Linked DNA regions of Bos taurus: region 1 is linked to region 2. A link is a contact called in public Hi-C data. All regions are on one chromosome and are shown on one strand. The core of a region is the stretch at or near the end of the contact, and the rest is flanking DNA. Distances in the headings are between cores, read along the strand shown. Region 1 holds the start of CDKN2D (cyclin dependent kinase inhibitor 2D). Region 2 holds the start of CDC37 (cell division cycle 37, HSP90 cochaperone).

Evidence for each region. Hi-C and Micro-C count contacts between places; a contact is called where the count stands out from the background.
Region 1: a contact with region 2 is called in a Hi-C map of liver, with 2.0 times the contacts expected there. The contact joins the promoter of CDKN2D here to the promoter of CDC37 in region 2. A contact is called at or near these places in 5 of 11 Hi-C or Micro-C datasets (4-cell embryo, blood, liver and 2 more).

Annotation. Positions count from the first base shown.
Region 1 is chr7:15,072,449-15,079,606 of ARS-UCD2.0, reverse strand. It overlaps CDKN2D (cyclin dependent kinase inhibitor 2D), which reads left to right and starts at 5,754. Exons shown (of 3, transcript NM_001046050.1): 1 at 5,754-5,882; 2 at 6,160-6,315. The coding sequence starts at 6,175. AP1M2 (adaptor related protein complex 1 subunit mu 2) reads left to right here. Exons shown (of 12, transcript NM_001034511.1): 9 at 1,457-1,615; 10 at 2,181-2,306; 11 at 3,351-3,426; 12 at 3,856-4,277. The coding sequence ends at 3,878.
Region 2 is chr7:14,936,290-14,942,730 of ARS-UCD2.0, reverse strand. It overlaps CDC37 (cell division cycle 37, HSP90 cochaperone), which reads left to right and starts at 4,580. Exons shown (of 8, transcript NM_001035338.2): 1 at 4,580-4,745. The coding sequence starts at 4,644.

The DNA of each region.
Region 1 (7,158 bases), core at 4,505-7,004, 140 kb before region 2:
CTGACCAGGGATTTAAGTTGTGCTCTGTGCGTTGGGAGTGCAGAGTTTTAACCACTGGACCACCAGGGAAGTCCTTAGCGCCCTTTACAGATGGGGAAAGAGGCTCAGAAGAACTCAGATGTCATTCATCTAGGAAGGGAGGGGTCACGTTGAACTTGGGTCTGCCTGCCTCAAGAGTCTGTGTTCTCAGATTTAACTTTGTTCCCCAGTCTTAGAGTCTCAGAGGAACTGGTACATGATGTAGACAGTCACTGCGGGGGGGAGGGGGCATGGTGTTGGTGCCCCCAAAGTCCCTGTCTCTATAGGCAGGAAGAAGAGAAGGGGCCACTAAAGCTGGTGCCTTCCTGGGACTTCTGTGGTGGCCCAGTGATTAAGACTCTGAAATTCCAGTGTAGAAGGCCCGGGACTTGATCCCTGGTCAGAGAGCTAGATCCCACATGCTGCAACTAAGCCCCAGCACAGCCAAATAAAAATAAATACTAAAAAGTTGGTGCCTTTAAAAAAGAACATCCCCTGCCCTGTTTGCCTCCAGGTCCTGTGCACCAATCCTGCCTCATATATCCCCGCCCCCTGGCACCAGATGATTAAGAGCAGCTATCACGGTGCTAGCTACTGCACAGGGACACTTAGAGTCCTTGTGTTAAAAGCTTGCGCATGTCAAAATGGATCTGGATCTAGCTCTAATGTAATAACTTATTGTCTGTAGGGAGAGCATGTGAGGCTCAAGTCAAATCTCTGTGCTGTGCCGGCTACCAGCTACACAACTCAGGCAAAGTGCTCTTTCTCTCTGGGCTTCAGTTTCTTCATCTGTAAAATGGACCTTTGGAATGGCTCCTACTTTAGAAAATTAGTGAGAGGGTTAAGTACTTGGCACAGGGCCCTGCACATGGTAGGGGCTCCGTAGATGCCAGCTTTCAAATGAAAACTCGGAAATTCCCTGGTGGTCTATTGGATAGGACTCTTGAGTTTCCACTACTGGGGACATGGGTTCGATCCCAGACTGAGGAACTGAGATTCTGCATGTTGCAGTGCTGCCAAAAAAAAAAGAAAATTCTGATAGACTGAGGGTCCCATCCTGGCTTTGCAGGTGTGAGTGTGTGTCTTGACCAGGAGCCTTTATTATCTTGTCTGTGAAATGGGCTGAGGTGAGCCGGCCCTAGGAGCTGTTCAAATGAGGGATTACATTTTGAAGCAGGAAAAGGTATATGATACTTTCCAAACGGAAGGTGCCAAAAGCAGAACCACTGGAGTCTCTTGTGGGTGTGACTCTGCCCCTTGTTGGCTGTGTGTCTCCAGAGAAATGCCTTAAGTTCTCTGTGCCACTGTTCCCTCATCTGGAAAATGGACAGGATCGTGGTCCCCACTTCTGGGCTCTTGATGAAATGGTGCGTGGAAAGGGCTTGGTCTCCATTTGCGTGAATGCACTCTTCACACCCCACATTCTCTCCACCGACAGGCCAAGGGGCAGTTTAAAAAGCAGTCTGTAGCTAACGGCGTAGAGATATCGGTGCCCGTACCCAGCGATGCCGACTCCCCTCGCTTCAAGACCAGTGTGGGCAGCGCCAAGTATGTGCCAGAGAAGAACACGGTTATTTGGAGCATCAAGTCTTTCCCGGTGAGCCTCGGGGATGGACCGGGGAACTGGAGGACCAGCCCTTGATGAGTGAGGGCGAAGTAGAGGATAAATCAGAGCCACATATGCATGCACGTGGCTGTCCTTTGTAGATGATAAAACTGATGGTGGTTAAGCTCTCAGCATGGTTAAGCTCTCCTTGTCCTAGGTCTTGAGGAAACCAGCCTTGGGTTCAGATTCCTCACCCTTGTTTCTCTGAGCTTCCCAGCCTTGGGGACCCTACTTCCCTTCATGAAGCCTGAGCGTGTCCATCTGTGAAATAGACAGGATCATGCTACCCACGTCCTTGGGCTGCTGGAGGATTTGGTCTCTTTGGGATCTTGGTTGGGGGATGTTCATCGGCCCCTGGAAAATGGGAGATGATCACCAGAAGGCCCCCAACTAGGCTTTGCTGTCAGAAGCTTCGTCTGTGAGTTTTGGCCAGGAAACTTTACTTTCTGGTCTGTCAGATGGGCTGAGAGCAAAGCCTGCCCCCAGGGGGCTGCCATGAGGAGTGGTCTGGGGTATAGGGGCCCTCAATGTGTCTGATACCCCCATGTTCCCTCAGGGGGGCAAGGAGTACCTGATGCGGGCCCACTTTGGCCTCCCCAGCGTGGAGAAGGAGGAAGTAGAGGGCCGGCCCCCTATTGGGGTGAAGTTTGAGATCCCCTATTTCACTGTCTCTGGGATCCAGGTGAGGGAAGGGGGCAGGGTGGTTCCTCTCCTTGACCTTGGTGGGTCCCCCTTTCTCTCATTTCTTGGCTTGGACCGCCTCCGTTCCCTGGCTTGGCTCATCTCCTCCTTTACAGTCATTCTTTTTTTTTTTTTCTGGAACAGTGTTGCTTTTTCTTTAAACAAACATTTTAATTTCAACTTTTGGGTGTGCTGGGTCTTCGTTGTTGTGAGTGAGCTTTCTCTAGTTGCAGTGAGTAGGGGCTATTTTTTTAATTGCGGTGGCTTCTCTTGTTGCAGAGCATGGGTTCTAGAGCCCGAGGGTTTCAGTAGTTGCAGAGCACAGGCTTAGTTGTTCCTTGGCATGTGGGATCTTCCTGGACCGAGGAAGATCCCGTATGTCCCACATCCCACAAACCCATGTCCCCTGCATTGGCAGGCAGATGCTTTTTTTCAAAAATGATTTCATTTATTTATTTTTGGCTGGGCTGGGTCTTCACTGCTGCACAGACTTTTCTCTGCTTGTGGTGTGTGGGCTTCTCACTGGTGGCTTCTCTTGTGGAGCACGGGCTCCAGGGCGCACAGGCCCAGTAGCTGCAGCATGTGGCCTCACTAATTGTGGCTCCTGGGCTCTAGAGCACAGGCTCAGTAGCTGTGGTGCACGGGTTTAGTTGCTGCAGGGCATGTGGGATCTTCCCAGACCAGGGACTGAGTCCGTGTCTCCTGCGTTGGCAGGCAGACCCTTAACCACTGAGCCATCAGGGAAGTCCCACGGTGCTGCCTCTTCTGCTCTCAGCCTGGGTCCCCTTCCCCTCCCCCCTAACTTTGCCCTGTGCCTAAACTGTATTGTGTCACTTCTCTTAGAATGTGCCATCTTTCCCTCTGTCCTGGACCACCTGATCTCCCCCACACACATACCCTGTCCTGGTCACATCTTTGCCCTGAGCCTCGTTACTTCATTCCTCCCAGGCTGTGCTTTCTTATTCCCGGAAGTTGTGTTATGTTCCGCTGGCCCCAGCCTGCTCTTTCCCCCTATCCTGGGCCACCTCCTTTCATCCCTTTCCAGGTCCGATACATGAAGATCATTGAGAAGAGTGGTTACCAGGCCCTGCCCTGGGTCCGCTATATCACCCAGAGTGGCGGTAAGGCGGCCCGGCTCCCTGAGATGACAGGGACAAGGACATGAATGGGGATGGCCTTGGGGCTTTGAAACATCTTGTCTCAGAGGGCTCCAAAACCGACAGGCGTGGCCCCCAGGTCTATCCTATCTTTGTCAGTGTGCCCTCCCGAGCCTCGGTTTGCCTGTCTTTAAAATGGGGACAGTTGCCAGTTCCAGGGTAGTGGTGGTGGGGTTTGGATAAGCAACTGAACACACAGCAGCCCCATCTATTGCCTGGAGACAGGCATGTTGCTGTGTTTACAGTCGCCATGTTTGAGCCCATCCTTAGCCCTGTTACATACTTGTGGGGTTGATCATGAGCACTGCGGAAGGGGATGGGTTGTGGGTGGGGGTGCTGTCCTGTCTCCTTCCCCCAATTCTGAGATGGTCCCTGCTCATTGTTTCCCTGCAGATTATCAACTTCGTACCAGCTAGAAGGGAGAAGTGGGAGCCTGAACCTGGGCTGTCTTCTCCCCAGGCCCCAGCTGCAGACTCCACTAGAGAAGGAGGGAAGATGGGGTGTGTGTGTGTGTGAGAGGGCAGCCCTTGAATTATTAGTTCGTTACTCCCAGCACCCGACTTGCTCCTACCCTTTTCCTTTACCGGTAGGCTGGGAGTGATAGTCCCCAGCTCTCAGACTCTCACCCCTCCCCCTCCCCCTCCCCCAATTTTATATGAAGAAATAGAAGAGGGGCTTGAAGTCCCCCTCACGAGTGCCTTCTTGCAGTGACCTGCCTTAGGAGGTGTGGGGAGTCCCTCCTCCACAGCTGCTGAACCCAGAGGCCCCACTGGCCCATTTCTGAGTTTTAGGATGGCATTAAAAAGATGAATCTAGCTGCTGTTATGTACTTCTTGGCTGGGCGCTGGGGATGCCAGGGGTGTCCTGGAGTGCTGGGATAAGAGTGGGCAACATATATCCATTTCTCAGCCCTGGTCATCTCTCAGCTAGGCCCTCGCAATTGCTCCCACCTTGGTCTCCCAGGCTGCTCTGGGCTTCCCTCTCCCATGACAGCCAGTTCGCATCATAGCCACCAGAGGGCGCCTATTAACTCCTAAACCAGATCGTGGCTCCTCAATACAGAAGCTTCCCAGGGTTTCACCCGTTGATTTTTGTCGTTCTGGGCAGCATGCGGGACCATAGTTCCCCCACCAGGGATTGAACCTGGACTCCCTGCAGCGGATGCGCGGAGTCTTAGCCACTGGACCTCCAGGGAAATTCCCCATTCTTTTTAAAAAGTAAAAGTTCTCACCACAGCCCACAAGCCTGTTCAGCCCTCACCTCCTCACCCTTCTCTCCCTCTCTATACGTCTCTTCCTGGACTTACTAGACATGCTTACAGCTCAGGGCCTTCGAATCTGTAGCCCCTCCATCTGGTATGTTTTCCCAGAGAGACACATGGCTCCTTCCCTCACCTTCAGGTCTCAAATCAAATGTCACCTTCTTAGGGTGGCCATGCCCGACCTCTCTATTTCAAAGCCTTCTTTTCCCAAGACACTATTATTTATCTCGTTTTGTCAGCTCCACAGTGTATAGCACTCGGAAAATACTTATTGTCGTCTCCAGCTCTAAAAGGTAAGCATCCAGCAGCCAGGAGGCACCCGGCTTGCTTTCCACTGGGGTGCCTAGTACACGGTAGCGGGTCAGTAAATGTGTGAAGGCCCCGCTGTTGAAGGCCTCTGTTAAGAGCCTCCGACACCACTCTCGCCTCCCAGGCTCACCCACGTGGCAGATGGAGAATGAACTTTCTTCCACGCCCCTGCATTTGCTGTGCCAGGGCTGGCGCAGTCTGAGCCAAACGTGATTCCTTTCTCACTCACCCCATTTCCTTGCTTTATTTTCCTCACGGTGCTTAACACTAAAATTAGTAGCTCGAATGCAGGCCCCCCAGCGCCAGGAACGGCTCTGGCACACAGTGAATGAATGAAATAAAGCACTCTGCACAGTAAGAACTAACAAATATTATCGCACCGCATAACTCCAAACTGGGCGGCCCCAGCCCTACCTCCCTTCCTCTCGGAAGTGCCGAGGTCCCGGAGCAGCCCGCGCTACCCTGCGCCTGACCTTTCTCCCCTGGGTCAGTTAAACCGGCCCTCTTTCCCGCCCGCCCGTCGCTTTTGAAAAACCGAAAACCCCGCCATTGTTCGCGGTTCACCGGTCGCCGTAGTTTGTCCAATCAGAAGCGGGCCCGCCCACTCCGGCGCGCAAAGCCTCCCTGGCAACGCGTGGCCATTGGCTGCGCTGGCCAGGAGGGCGGAGCACTACAGGGTCGGGAGCTGGGCAACGCGGCTGGGCTACAACGTAGCAAGTTCATAAGAAAACAAATCCGCGGCGTTTGGGGGCGGGGCCGCGAGAGCTCTGGCTCCGCCCCCTAGAGGCCTGCTCCGCAGCGGCGGAGAAGCCGGCTCAGAACAGACCCCGCCCGTCGAGGAGGAGGGAGGGTGAGTTGGGGGGAGACCCAGCCCCCAAGGGGCGGGCGCCGGGCAGGGCCCTACGGGCTAGTGGAGGGTTGGGCCCGGGCTCTCAGCCCCTCTCTACCCACCGTCTGACAGGGGGAGGAGCCGGCCGGGAGGGCGGGGGTCGCGCCCGAGACCCGGACGGGAGGGTCCGACCCGGAGCCTCGTTGCAGGCCGGGGACGCTGCGGGAGGGCTGTTCGGGCCAGCGCCTGTGGGCTCCCCCGCACTGACCGCCGCGGGGTGGGGCGGGGGGCTTCGCAGGCCGCCAGTATCGACATGCTGCTGGAAGAGGTCCACGCCGGCGACCGGCTGAGCGGGGCGGCGGCCCGAGGAGACGTGCAGGAGGTGCGCCGCCTTCTGCACAGCGAGCTGGTGCACCCAGACGTTCTGAACCGCTTTGGCAAGACAGCGCTGCAGGTGAGCCCGGGCCGACTCGCAGACCCCTTCTCTCTTCTCACCTTGTTCCCGTTGGTAGCCGACTGAGGTCTGTTCCTGCATCTCTGGGCTGACTTGGCTCCCTGATGTCCCCTTTCTTAGGTGGGTGGTGGATGGGGTTAGATTGGGGGAGGGGAGAGCTTTCCATCTTTGGAGGATTCCTTGTTCTCTGATTGCGAAGGATTCGGTTTCCCTGGAGAAGTTCTTATTCCGTGTGTGAGGGTTCACCTTCTTTGGATCCGAGTTTCATGAAGGCGGCTCCAATGTCTTGGAGCATCTATGAACGATCCGACCGTAGGAAGGAAGGATTCCTATTTCCAAGGTGTACCCATTTTCTGGGGGTTCTCTGAAAGGTATCCAGTTTCCTGTGGGGGAGAATCTCTATTCCCGCGGGGTTTTCATACTGGCATATTTGGTGAGGGGGATTACCAGTAAGGGAATAGTCACAGATTACATGGGAGTCCCTGTTCCCTTGGGGACATTTACAAAAGGGGAACCCCATTTCATCAGAAAGCATCCCTACTATATGGGAGGGGGAAATTCCTTGGAGGAGTTTTAAATTCCCTGGCCATCTCCATTTCCTGGAGGGGACTGTTCTCTGAGGTCTGTTTCCTGGTGGGGTTCATATTTCCTGATGATTTCCCATCTGTGGGGAGAAGTGTCTCTGGTTCCTTGAGGGAGGGTCTTAGGTTCCTTGAAAATTTCCACGGGGGCTATACCCTAGCGGGAGGTGACCCGTTTTTTGAAGGTCCTTATTCCCAGAAGATCTTGTTCTCTGGGGTCTCAACAGCTGCCTGGAAGTTTATGTTCCCCGGAGTTTTTCCT
Region 2 (6,441 bases), core at 3,331-5,830:
TACTGTCATGGTCTTGTCGTGGTCTAAAGTCTTACATTAAAATTTTTTTTTAATTAAAAAATAATTTTTGGCCACTCAGCATGTGGGGTCTTAGTTCCCCAACCAGGGATCGAATCTACTCTCCCTGCATTTGAAGTTCAGAGTCTTAGCCACTGGACTGCCAGAGAAATCCCTTAATAATAATAATTTTAAACTGGGGTCTTGCATTTTCATCTGGTCCTGGGCTCTGCAAAATTATGCAGCTGATTCTGGCTGTATCCTCAGTGCCCAGAACAGCCCATGGTAGGTGCTCAAGAATTTGTGGAATGAAGGAAGGAGTGGAGGAGGCCAGGGGGCGGAGGTGGAGACACACACACGCCACCACTGCCTGGACACTTGTGCATCTTTGTAGAAATCAGCCCTGGCAGAAACCTGGGCATGGGAGGCAGGTCCTCAGAAATTGGCTTGAGTGCCCAGGAGGTGGGGGAGCCGCTAAACCTGCCTTCCCCCAATCCTGGGCAGCAGCCCACTGGGGAGGGGGTCCAGATGGCCAAGTAGGCTCAGGCTGAGGAGGGCCTCTTGACTCATCCAGCTGCTCAGGGCTCCTGGCCTGGCCTGACAGAAGCACTGGCTTCACCCAGCCCCCACCACCTTCAGGAGGACATGGCGATGGGTGGCCAGAGAGGGATGGAAATGACGATGAATGCCCTTGTCTGCAGCTTGCCCAGATCATTCAGGCCTAAGGAGGGACAGTGACTACCCAAGCTCCATGCCTTGGAGCTGGGAAGGACTCTCAGCTCCACCCCCTCCCCATGGGGCATATGTGTGTGCAAATGCATGTATGTGAACATGAGACTTTGTACATGGCTGTCCGTTTGCAACTGGACAGGTAGAACTCTCTGGGAGTCTGAGTATTGTGTAGATGAAAGCAGATCATACTTGCCAGGAGTGTGTGTATGTGACAAAGTGATACCACATCAGTCTATGTGGGCATAAGGCTGGCTCTGTGTGTGTGTGTGTGTGTGTGTGTGTGTGTGCATGCACACATGTGAGGAGGGTGCCTACATATGGATGCAGAATCTTACACTGGTCAGAAATGTGGATTCTGGGTTCAGATCTTTGCACAGCCACCCAGTATCTATGCAGCCTCAGGCACTTTTGGTTCTCCAACCTGTATATGGTGTTTGCGTGACAACGTTTGTCTGGATCAAAGTGTGTGTGTGTGTGTGTGTGTGTGTGTGTGTTTGAGAAGTAATACAACTCTTCTGGGAGGTCTTCCTGGATACCCATCTCAAAGTGGACTCCTCAATTTTTCTCTTTTGTGAATTGAATTGTGAACTGAACAATTCAGTTGCTCAATCAGGTTCCATTCTTTTTGACCCCTGGACTGCAGCCTATCAGGCTCCTTTGTCCGTGGAATTCTCCAGTCAAGAATATTGGAGTGGGTTGCCATTTCCTCCTCCAGGGGATCTTCCTTACCCAGGGATGGAAACTGTCTCCTGTACCTCCTGAGTTGCAGGCGGATTCTTTACTGCTGAGCCACCGGGGAAGCACAGTTTGTTGTTATATATTTATGTTGTTGTTTCTTCACTGATTACTAAATGTCAGCTCCATGGGGGTAGGGGGTTTTGATCTGTTCACTGCTGTGTCCTGAGCACTGGGTACATAGTAGACACTGAGTAAATATCCTTTCAGTGGATGAACATAGGGCTGTGTCTGTGTGGTATGAGGAGAGAGGGGCTGATAGATGTCATGGGTTCCTGGAGGGACCTGTGCTCAAGTCTGGTCTCTATTCTCTTCCATTCTTGGCTGTTCACAACCATCTCTTCAGCCATCCTCACTTGTATGGGAATGACAACATCCCATCAACTTCCTGTACTGCCTTTGATGACATCTTTCCCCTTTTCTGGGTCTAAGGGACTCACTTGCCTCATCTGTAACATGGGAGACAGGATGGGTTGGTTCATGACTAGCCTCCTACCTGACCTAAAGCACTATGAAAATAGTTTCAATCAAATTCCCTCTTTAATTAATTCAACATTTATTATGCACCTATTGTGTACCAGGTACTCTTCTAGACCGGCCCTGCCCCCGTGGAGCAGAAAGTGAATGATGAAGGCAGATACAAACCATAAAATCTCATTGAATCTTGGACACCCTCCCCTGAAATCACTCTCCATGCCTCATGGAATTTTAGTCTTCACTGTCTAAAATCACTGAGGGGTTTCTCTGTTCACATATTGATCTTGCTCCCTCAGCAGTCTCCAGGGTCAGCCAAGCCAGGACCCAGCTTGTCTCTTTGGTTGCTGTAGTCTGACCACCCAGCCACAGGGCCCTGACATACAGTAGGCACTTGGGAAATACGTGTGGAGTGAGCTTGAAAATAAATGACGGACTAATGTGGACTCGAAAACAAGACCTCCCCTAATCCTGGGTGAGTCATTACCCACTTTGCAGATGAGGAAATTGAGGCTCAGGAAGGCAAAGCCGTTTGCCCAGTCCCACAACCGCAGCTAAGCAGTGTGTGGCTGTGAGATGCAGCAGAGGAAGCTTGGGAGCCCAGAGGAGCATTCCCAGCCCCCCACCCCCACCCGAGAGATACCACACATCCAGCTGGAGATGCGCTGATGGGAGGTGGGTGGTTGGGAGGGCGAGGGACAGTGCGAAGCAACTCAGGGGTATCTGTCTCAGTCCCCAGGAGTGGAGATGCTGTGTTGGTAGGAGATTAGTAAAAGCCTGGAGCTGATGGGGGAGCTTCCGGCGCCCTGTCCCCAATTCTGGGAGCTGGGGCTCCTGGCACCCTGATTCGTTGGGGCCAGGCAACTCCAGTCTCCGAAGCTAGGTAGAGACACCCCCCGCCCCCCCCCCGCTCCCCCCTCCCCGAGCCTACACGGGAATCCCGATTCGGGGTCCTCCCTATACACCCTCAGCCTGGAGGCCAGCCTGCAGCCCTCAACCGGCTACGTGGGGGGCCCTGACTTTCTTGGGGGGCGATGGAATTCCCCCCTCCCCGCCCGGAGCCCCTCCCTCCCGGGCGCCAGGTCCCCCTCCCGGCCGCAGTCATAGTCCAAAGCTTACCTTGCAGGGGGGCTGGGGAGGGGATGCCCCGCCCTCTCCGGCCTGGGGGGCGGGAGGGGACCAGGGTGTCCAGCCCCTTTGTTTGCCGGTGTGTGTGTGTGTGCGTGTGTGTGTGTGTGTGTGTGTATGTGTGAGATCGGGAGCCCCGCTGGGATGTAGGTCCGTGCGCGCGCGTACCCGGGCCTTGACGGCCGCTGTGATGCTGAACTGCCAGGGTTGGAAGAGGAGGAGGAAAGGGGGACTCCCCCGCCCTCGCCCGCCTACTCGCGGGTTTGAATGGACCGTGAGGGGGAGGGGCGGCAGCGGGCGGGCGCTTTTGTCTGGATGGCCCCACCCCTTCCCGGGGCCGGGGAATCCCCCACACCCCACCCATTTAAAGACCTTTACTCCTTTCTCTCCAGCGCCCCCACAAAGGCCTGCTTGGTTGGGGGGAATCTGGAATAGGCGCCCTTCACTCAAGTGGCTGAATCTCCTTCCATTCTCCCTGTCCTCCGCCCTGCGCCCTTTAATCTGAGATAATCCTGGCCCTAGGCTGCAACGCAGCCTTTTATCCCAGTATCAAAGCGGGGGTAGGGATATATGAAAATGTGTGGCTGCGGTCGCCCAAGCTCAATGTAATGGAGTTCTTAGAGTCCGGGACGAGGAAGGGGATCCCAGACGAAAGAGGGAGGGACTGCGAGGAGTCCCAGAGTACCTCGACGGAGAAAGACCCCCTGCGTGCGCACTTCCAAGCTCTTCCACCCCTCCCCCACCTGGCGCGGGGCACCAGCACTGGCCGCTAGTTAGACACTAGCGACACCCAGCGGAGGCATGGGGAACCGCCGTGGATAGGCTCCCGAGGCCCGTTAAGTGCGGTCGGGTGATTCCAGAGGGGGCGTGTATGCGCCAATCCCGGCTAAGGAGTGTCAGAAGATGGGGGAGGCGAGAGGGGAAGCTGTGGTCCGAGCCAGGGAAACACCAGTTCTCAAGGCAGGGCCACATCGCCCCCATCTAGGCTCCTCGAGGGCAGGGCCACAACCTTCCTTCACTTAGACCCTCCCAGAGCAGGGCCTTGTACCCCTTGGACTGGGAAGGTCCTTTCCCATCAGGCACCATCTCCAGCACAAAGTCCCTCTTCACAAAAGACGGGAGCGAGGTCTTTCGCCGAGGCCGAGCCCCAGCAGTGGGCTCAGGCTGACGTCACTGTGGCGTGGCTAAGAGGACAATCCTCTTTCTCAGTCTTGCCAACTGCCCCCTTTCCCAGGGCTGCCGTAAACGCCCACCGTGGAGTAGCGGGAGATGAGGGGGGCTCGAGGTTGGCGAACCCACCAGTAAGTCCCCAGGAGGGGCCTAGTGGAGGCCGGAAGCCCGATGGGATGAGGTCTCAACGGACTCCCGAGAGCCGAAACACGTGCGCAGGGCTCTTTAAGAACTTGGTCGCCAGTGCCGCTGCTGAGGTTACTAAGGATGTGACGTCACGCGCGGGCGGGGCGTGCGCTCCCGGGCGGAAGCGGAAGGGGCGGGGCTCCGCGGGCTGAGTCTCAGTGCTGCCGCCGCCGCCGCCGCTACAGCTACCAGAGCCCTGGAGGGCTGGGCCCCGAGGCAAGATGGTGGACTACAGCGTGTGGGACCACATCGAGGTGTCTGACGATGAAGACGAGACGCACCCCAACATCGACACCGCTAGCCTCTTCCGCTGGCGGCACCAGGTAGAGCGCGCGCGCCCAGCCCCTTCCCCCACTCCCGGGACTCCGCTTCAGAGTTCTGACCCCTGATACTGCCGGGGGGGCCCAGCCATTAATACCTGGGATTGCCCCCTACAGCCTGGACTTTCCGAATAGCCCAGGGTTCCTCGATTCAATTCCGGGGCCATAGAATTGCCGGGACCCCTGAGTTCCTTACCCGCGATGCCGGCGGGCCCCCCCCCCCCCTTCTAGTTTCTTCTTGAAACTCCAGGTTGACCTGTACGGCATCTTTTTAGAATTTAGACTGCCAAGATAAGCTTTTGACGTGCCTCCCAATCCTGCTTGGGATCTTCCACTTACACCCAGATTTCTACCTCAGAATCTGGATCCTGAACCTAGTCGGGTACCCAGTTAAGATCTTGGCTGTTCCATGGCCCCTCCTTACCCCTGTGCTCAGTCTCTTCAGTCGTGTCCAACTCTTTGTGACCCCATGGACTGTAACCCGCCAGGCTTCTCTGTCCGTGGGATTCTCCAGGCAAGAATACTGGAGTCGGTTGCCATTTCCTTCTCCAGGGGATCTTCTCAATCCAGGGATCGAACCCGCGTCTTTTATGTCTCCTACATTCGCAGACAGGTTCTTTACCACTGGCGCCGTCTGGAAGCCCTCCAAAACCCTAGAGTTCCCGATAGTTTGTCTATTCTGCGACCTGCTTTTCTGGATCCTTATGGTTCAGATCCAGAAGTCTTACTCCTCTGAATGAAACAATTCTGTCTTCCCCTGAGATTTCTATTCCTGGCTTGGGACTCCAACCCACACCCAAGACCCCTCCCCTAGAACAAAGATTGGCACCCCCTCCCCCCAGGGCCCTCAGTCTCATCTAGGCCTGGAATTTTGAAACCTGGGTCCTGTTCAGAATGAACCACCACCTCCACCCTGATGGAGCCTCCAATTCCGGAGGCTCTCCTTCAGCCTTCAGTACTGTTAGACCCAATTTCCCATTACATCAGGAAACCCTACCCACGTGGCTTCCTGCCCAGCCAGAACCCCTGCCCCTCCTTGGTACCTCACACCCAGTCCCCGCCCACCCCCGAGACAGACTTCAGTGGGAACCTTTGCCAGCTTCAGGATGCCTCATTCAAACCCAAGTCCAGGACCCAAATCCACCCCATCTCCCTTCTGACCCAAACTTGGTGTGTTCTTAAATACCCACAATGACCCTGCTGTTACAAGGAACCCTCCCATCCTGATTCCAGATTCACTGCCCCTTCTTTTATCTATTTTCCCCCAAATACAGACCCCCAGAATCCCAAGTCTGTATGTTCTTTCGACAGCCTGCAAACCCCCCCCACCCCCCGCCCCCCGCCCAGCTGTGCTCAAAGGCCAACAGAATGACTCTCCTGAGACCTTGTATGCTAACTTCTTGCTCCACCAACTCAGAGCTCTTACACCCACATTCCAGGGGCTGCTCTGCTCTCACGCTTATGGCATATACCTCCTAGAACCTTCCAGTTAGGAAGGCCTCATTTTATCTTCCCATGTATCAGTTCGCAGTTGTTTATCCAGAAACTCCTAGAAGCGCCCTTCCTCATCCTGCTGAGACACAGTAACCGTGCCTTCATCTAGTCCCGGTTCTGGGTCCAACCCATTTCTTAAAGCAGCAGCCTCCTGGCTAGGGCTTCCCTGGTGGCTCAGATGGTAAAGAATCTGCCTGCAATGCAG